Regions from separate parts of the Oryctolagus cuniculus genome. Here region 2 is linked to region 1. A link is a contact called in public Micro-C data. All regions are on one chromosome and are shown on one strand. The core of a region is the stretch at or near the end of the contact, and the rest is flanking DNA. Distances in the headings are between cores, read along the strand shown.

Evidence for each region. A called contact is a pair of places that touch in the nucleus more often than the background predicts.
Region 2: a contact with region 1 is called in a Micro-C map of ear pinna, with 5 times the contacts expected there. The contact joins the promoter of KCNMB4 here to the promoter of CNOT2 in region 1. A contact is called at or near these places in 2 of 6 Hi-C or Micro-C datasets (ear pinna and an unstated tissue).

The regions. Positions count from the first base shown.
Region 1 is chr11:72,778,276-72,782,265 of mOryCun1.1, reverse strand. CNOT2 (CCR4-NOT transcription complex subunit 2) reads right to left here and starts at 1,612. Exons shown (of 15, transcript XM_070052629.1): 1 at 1,154-1,612.
Region 2 is chr11:72,912,501-72,916,033 of mOryCun1.1, reverse strand. It overlaps KCNMB4 (potassium calcium-activated channel subfamily M regulatory beta subunit 4), which reads right to left and starts at 1,767. Exons shown (of 4, transcript XR_011380162.1): 1 at 1-1,767.

The DNA.
Region 1 (3,990 bases), core at 363-2,862:
CGGATGTTGAAAAGTGAAGATGTAGGATTCGAAGGAAGTTGATGTTTGGGTTCCTTCCGAGAGGGTGGTACCCGTATGTGAGACTTTTCTAGTGATGATACCATACCCAAAGGGTCTAGAATAAATGCAAATCCTAAAACCTTGGAAATGCTTTTATAGAAGAAAATTACAATTCGCCTTCTCTAAGGATCAGAGTTATCAAGAGTTAGCAGCTTTCTCCTGGTTGGACAACCGTACCTCAACTAAGAGCTACCGGAGCCTCTTAACCCGATTCATTTCTTCCGCGAAACTTTTAAGCTAGACCTAAGACAGCAAAAGGTGCAGAGGCCCCGGCGGAAGTGGAAACCTAGGGCTTGCAACTTCAGACAGACCGTCTCGGGTTCCTCCGCCTCCCAGGACCATCCGGACTCAGTCTCTACGACACACGGAAGCTTTAGCCTCCGATGGCAATGGCAAAGGCAGCATCTTAGTTGCATTCCTCCCTCCGACATGCACAGCCTTCGGTCTCCCAGGGCCCGAAAGGCTCCTGAGGCCCGTTAGCCAGTCTGGAGTGCCCTCATCTTACACTTCAATACACACATACACACACAAACACAAACACACACGAGTGGCCGATGATGTGCTTGTATTAGAATGTAAAGAGTCAGAGACCGCAACAGCTGCTAGGAAGGCAAGAGAGCCGTCTAAAGCAGGCAGGGGCTCCTCGGCCTCGGCCGCCGCCGCCGCCGCCGCCGCCTTCTCTTCTTGCCCAGGAAGCAGCGCGGCGGCAGCGGCTCCTCCGCGCTGGCGGGAGCCCGGGGACCGGAGTCTGGAGAAAGCCCCGTCGCCGGCCGACGGGACCAGGCCTCGGATCTGAAGCTGCCGCTGCAGCGGCCCGAGTACAGCGACGCTTTACGTCCCGTCCACCACCCCCCCATACACACCCCCTCCCTCCCTCCACCACCGCCACCCCCCCTCCCCGCCCGCTCCGCTCTCCCTCTCGATTGGAGCCGAGACAAAAGCAACGGGAAGCGGCGGGCCTGGACGCTACCCGCGGACCCCGGGAGCGACCGGCCCGGCCCCGAGGCATTCCCCCGCCTTGCGGGGGCCCCGAATCCGCCGCCCCCGCCGCGCGCCCCGCTGCCAGACTTCCGAAAATTTGCCAAAAACTCACCGCATGAATTTTCTTGTCCCGCGGATCCAAGATGGCGACGTATCCACCGCGGAGGCTGCTGGGAGCAAGACCTTTACCCTCTGACCCCCGCCGTGACCCCCGTCGCTCCGGCTTCCCTCAAGGCGGCGGCGGCGGCGGCGGCGGCGGAAGGTGGGAGCGGCGATTCAGAAAGGTTGGGGGTGGGTAGGCCGCTTCCCGCGCGCTGCTCGGAGGGTGCGGAGAGGCGTTTTACTCCCCCACCGCCCGCTCCGCGGCTTGCCCGAGCCTCTTCCCGACTACCAGGAGTCGTGTCGCTCTTCCGCTGCCGGTACAGCAAGCGGGGCCTCCGCGGCCGCTGCCGTTTCCGTCCGCAGCGCCGAATCGCTTCTTCCAGGACTCGGGTCTTGGGCCCGAGAGGTGCCGCGGGGTCCAGGGGCGGGGAGTGGTGAGGTGGCGTGGGTCCGCCCACCTCGGGGCCGCGAAGCGTGTTTGTGTTTGTGTTTGGGTCTGTGTCTGTGTCTTCGTCTTACTCCCCGCCCCCGCACGTCCGCAGGCGCGGGCTTCGCCTCACGCCCACCACCTGGAGCGAATCTGACGGATGTCCCTTTGCCTCCCTCAGCCCCCGCCACCCCCGGGGCCTGTGCACGCATTTCCAGGGACCGGCAGCGCGTCACCGTCACCTCCCGAGAAGTGAGTTCCCCTCCGCTGAACCCAAGGGTGTTTTCTGCTCCCCTCCCCCTTTCCTTTTATTATTTTTAGCCCATCCGGAAGAAGTCATCGTGGGGTGCGGGGTTTTAGAGCACTACGGGGTGAGCTTGTTGGAGCTGTATTCAATTTCTAGCGCTTTGATTAGATCCCACTCCCCGGCCCTCACGGAAGCCTGAGCCAGCAGCCGGACCCTTTGAAAGCCTGGTTGGTTTGGTGGACACTTCGGAGTTGTCACAGTGAAATTAAAGTTTGCAATATTGGCATCTCTTTCTATTCTTTTGTGCTCCCATAAATTTCACTTTTTGTAAGTACTGAGCGTTGTGCACTTAAAATAAGAAGCTGTTTGCTTCTGCATGTGCGCGTTGGAACTCTGTGGTTCCATATTGTGAAAATTGTTCCTAAATTTGCGTGACATACCTTGTTAATTAAAGTAAAATTAACTAGAAGAAAATTTGTGCTTCCTTTGGTCTTTTTTTTTTTTTTTAAGATTTATTTATTTACTTGAGATACAAAGTTGGGGGAGCGGGATGGGAGGTCTTCCATCCACTGGTTCACTTCCCACGCCCCAGATGGCTGCAACTGGTGGAGTTGGGCCAACTGGTGGATCCGAAGCCAGGATCTCCCACGCGGGTGCAGGGGCCAAAGGTCTTGGGCCATCCTCTACTGCCATCCCAGGCCATCAGCAGAGAGCTGGATAGGAAGTGGAGCAGCCAGGACTGGAACCAGTGCCCATATGGGATGCCAGCACTACATGCAGATGCTTAACCTACTATGTCACAGCACCAGCCCCTGGTCATTTCTTCTATAAAATCAGCACCTTTCCACTTAAAATAACTATAACCCAATTTAAATGTCTCATTGAAAGCCAAAGGTAAGAAATAGCAGGAAAAAGAAGTGCACTATAAAATAAAATTTAACTTTGTCATGTGTTTGAGTGTGAGGTATTTTGACACGTCAGTGGGTGTTGTTTAAGTTTATTTCAACTCTGAATGGTGCTGGCGACGCCAGGAGAAAATGTTTTGCCTGGCTATTCATTTCGTTCACCATGTTTTTTTTTAACTTCAGGAAAATTCAAGGAAGAACAACATACTTAAGTGAGGATCTTTCCCTCGCTGTCTCCCTCTTTTCCTCCAACAGTTCCTCCCTCTTCTTCCTCCTCTCTCCTTCAGGCTTGTTAACATCAGCTACCGTAATATGTTGTGTTGAAAGACTGGATAGTCCTCCGTGTATATGCTTTACATATATGTAACTGAACTTGTATGTGCAATACATATTTGCATCGAAATACCTATGTATATATGAGTACATGTACATATGAATATTGCTGACCTGATAATAATTTGAGTCCCTGTGTATGTCACTGGCATGAAACAATGTTTTTATTTTTAAGACTCATAATAATTTCAGATTTTTCTAAGCTATAGGATGGAATGATTAAAATACAGTATACACTTTCATGTTTAAAGTATTACATTCCTTTCTAACCTGTTAGTTTGACATTTATAGGACTTTAAGTCCAAAAGATGGAACTTATTCTTACCTTATATTTCCTCCAAAAAGCACAAGTTAAAAATAACAAACATCAGTAATCCTGGAAAAATCACTTCCAAAACAGACATGTCTTACTTGAGAATTTCATTACCTTGAGTATTTTACAGAAGAGATAGAACAACAGACATTTTCACAAGTGTGCAGGGTAGATCTATTAGGAAAAGAAATACACTCTTTTTTTGAGAGTATTATTTGTTTAGGTTGAATTCATTTTTTAAAGAACAAGTTTTTAATTGTCCTATTACATTTGCCAAGTTTGTTGTAAAATTTGCTTAATACCCACCTTAAAGGATGTTTGCAGTTACTAAATGAGCTAGCATTTATGGCTTTCTAGTAAGCATTTAATAAATGGTAATTTTTAAAATTGTCCTTTTGGATCACAAGGTTCTTTATTGTTAGTACCAATTGAATTTGCCCAGTTAGTAGTATTTTTTTTTTAACTATCTACTTCGCTAGATTTTCTTTTAATTGAAAAACCTTCCATACATGTGTGTGTGTGTTAAAGATTTATTTATTTGAAAGGCAGCATAACAGCAACCTTCCATGTGCTGGTTAACTCCCCAGATGGCTGCTCTAGCCAGGACTGGGCCAGGCTGAAG
Region 2 (3,533 bases), core at 518-3,017, 130 kb before region 1:
CTCGGAGTTGTTCACGTAGACCTGGACGCAGGGGTACTGCGAGGTGCCCCTGCAGTCGGCGCCACAGGTGAACGTGCACTCGAACACCTCGCCGATCTGCTGCACCGACAGCACCGTGCAGTTGGCCGCCGTGGCTTGCAGATCCTGCAGCGCGGGACTGAGCCAGCAGAAGCCGAAGATGAAGAGCGACACGACGCCCGAGATGATGAGAAACAAGCCGAGCCGGATGCTCTTGTCCTCGGCTTCCGTGTACTCGTAAGCCACCCGGAGCTTCGCCATCGCCCCCCACTCTCGGCGGCTGGCGCGCTCCCCCCGCCCCCTCCCGCCCCCGGCGCCCAGCCCGACTGCCTCGGGCGGGAGGAGCCGCCGCCGCCGCCGCCGCCGCGCGACAGCAGGGGAGTGGGCGGCGAGGGGGAGCGCGCGAGAACAAAGGGGCCGAGCCCGGCGACGCCCCCGGCGGCGGCGGCGGCGGCGGCAGCCCCCCCCCCCCGCCCCGCGCGCCCCCAGCCGCCGCGCCGGCTCGGCGGAGCAGCCGCCGCTTCAGAGCCGCCTGCACCCTCGGGCGCGGGGAGCGCACGGACCGCTCCAGCCTCCAGCGCCCCCTGCCAGCCTCCACGCCCGCGCTCTCCCCGCCTCCCCCACCCCGCCTCCTCCCGCCGAGCGTCTCCCGGTCTCCATGGCCCGCTGGCCGCTGCTGCGCGCACCCGCCGGGCAGCGGCCGCCACGGTCCGAACGGCTGGGCAGGGGCGAGCCCCAGGGCTCCCCCCGGTGCGGGAGGCTGCTCCGCCCCTCCGCCGCCGCCGCCGCCCGGAGCCCTCGGGCCCCGCCCCGCCCCGCCCCGGTGCGTCCCCGGCGGGCGAGGGGGCGAGCGCGCACCGGGGACGGCGACGGCGGGTGTTCCGAGGCCGCGCTGAATCCCGCCGGAGAGATGTCCGAGTTGAGGATTTGGGATCAAAACAGCTTAACCGGGGTGAAAGTTTAAAAGAAAAAAAAATGGGAAAACAGAGGGGAAGGGGGAAGAGCCAGTGGAGCGGCGGGAATCTTGAACTGCACACGCGGATTGGCCGGTCGCCTGGCAGCTGGCGCCCGGGGAAGCGGGCAGGGGTGGCCGGGCCGAGCGCACCGACGTGGAAGCCCACGGGCGAGCGGAGGTCCTGGCTAGGGAGGGCAGGGGCTGGCGGCGCGGCGAGGAGTGTGGCCCGGCTGCGCCCACGCTGCCGCCCCCCGGGTCCCTGCGAGCGCGGGCACCGCTCCGTCCCGGCATTCGGCGCAGGCCCGCATCCCCGGCGCGGACGGCGAGATCGGACCGGCACAGACGCAGGCAGGTGGAGTCTGCTGTGGAGGCATCGCGCGGGGCGCCGGCGAGACGGGCGAAACTTGCTTCCGGGGCCTCGACCGAACCTCGCGGCAGCAGGGTCCGCCTCGTGAGATTTGTCCTCCTGGCTGGGGCTGGCTGAAGAGGGTCCGAAGGAAACGGGGCGTGAGGCGGGCAGGCGAAGAGACGCCGCTGCCCCGATCAGCACCGCCCCCTGGCTTCGCAGCTCCCGAGGACAGACCCCTTCGGCGGTTTCCCCGCTCGGGAGCCTCGCCGCCCGGGGGCCCTGCAGTGGCCCGCGGTTCCTCATGAGCTTCCCAGGATCGCTGCGCACACCCGCCTGGGCCAGGTACCGCTCCTCCGGGCTCTGTGCTCTCCCAGCTCTTCCCGCGGCTCCCTGCACCCCCACCCCGCCGGTGCACCGTCAGGCTCAAGTCCTTGTTTTTGTTCCAACATTGCCTTTTCTCAAACCGTACTTCTATCAAACTTGACTACTACTACATCTTGAAATTATCATCAAGATGCTCACTTCGTGGCAAAGCATACATAAGTGTATTTTTTTTTGTTGTGTTTTGCAAGTCCCAGATGAGCAAAAACTAAATTGTGCTCCTGATGAAGACGTGGGGCTCTTGTCTTCTCTGTCCTGGGCTTCAGATGTTGCTTAACTGGTATCGCGTACCTTTCGCCTGCGGTTCTGCTCAAGTACCGTTCCTTTCTGTCTTTATGTGAGAGGCAATGCGGATTTCCAAGCAGTGGACACATCAACTTGAGTTGCTGGGAGACCCTGCTTTTTGTTTTCTTTCGTTTGTTTTTTTGTTTTTCAAGAAGATGACTGGGTTAGGAAAACGTCGAACTGAGGAAGACGCTTTGTACTTTGCTACCGTCCCGTTTTTACCCAGTGACTGCCATCATTCCCAGCCTTTTCTGTTGGTGCGAGACCAATGTGCGTAATTTCAGTAGCTGAAAGCAAAGTGAGTTGCTAGTTAGAACAGCTTACCCCGTGGTCACAGGCTTCACCCTGCGGCAGCAAAGCAAAGCCCCCTCACAGACTCCAGGCAGCTATTGCAGCTGGGGTTGCACAGGGGCGGAACCTGAGCCAGGAATTCATTCCCATTCTTGCTCATGGATGGGGGAGGGGCCTAGAACTACTTGAAGGAGTATTATTGAGTTTTCAGTGATTTCAGAGCTTAAAGTGTTCTGTCTCAAAATTCTTCTCAGATGCTCTTCCAAGACTAGGAACATCAGAAAATCAGAAAATTCATTTGCAGTTTAACGTAAGTTCTTTAGAACCATTGAATCAATTTGTTTGTAGTTTGGCATGTAATCATTTCTTTACAATTATTTGAAGAAACGAGTGCTACCCGGCCTTCTGTTCTTTAAACATTTACTTTCCTCCTATTTTAAATTAGTTCACTTCTCAAACATATCAAAAGATTTCACAAATGTGATCAATTTATTTTACCCTTAATGGAACTGAGTGCTTATTAGTTTCCTTTACTTAAAAAGTTTTTTTGAAAGGGTTAGAGAGAGAGGGAGGAAAAGGGGCCAGCGGTGTGGCATAAGGGATAAAGCCGCCTTTGACAGTGCCAACTTCTCATATGGGCTCCAGTTCTAGTCCTGGCTGCTCCACTTCCGATCCAGCTCTGCTATGGCCTGGGAAAGCAGCAGCAGATCAGCAAAGATGGCCCAAGTCCCTGGGCCCCTGCACCCCCGTGGGAGACCCAGAAGAAGCTCTTGGCTCCTGGCTTCGGATTGGCACAGCTCCGGCCATTGCGGCCATCTGAGGAGTGAACCAGCGGATGGAAGACCTCTCTCTCTCTCTCTCTCTCTCTCTCTCTCTCTCTCTGCTTTCCTTCTCTCTGTGTGTAACTCTGACTTTCAAGTAAATAAATCTTTAAAAAAAAGAGAGAGCGAGAGAGGGAGAAAGATTGTCCATCCACTGGTTCACTCCCTAGATAGCCTGAAAGGCCTGGGCTGGGCTAGGCCGAAGCCAGGAGCTGGGAACTTCTTCCAGGTCTCCTGCATGGGTACAGGGGCCCAAGCACTGGGCATCCTCTTCTGCTTTCCCAGGTGCTGTAGCAGGGAGCTGGATCAAAAGTGGAGCAGGCGGGACTGGAACTAGCTCCCATATGGGAGGCTGGCATCCCAGACAGCAGCTTAACCTGCTGTGCCACAATGCTGGCCCCAGTTTCATTTACTTGAAGTGAGGCTGTCTTCC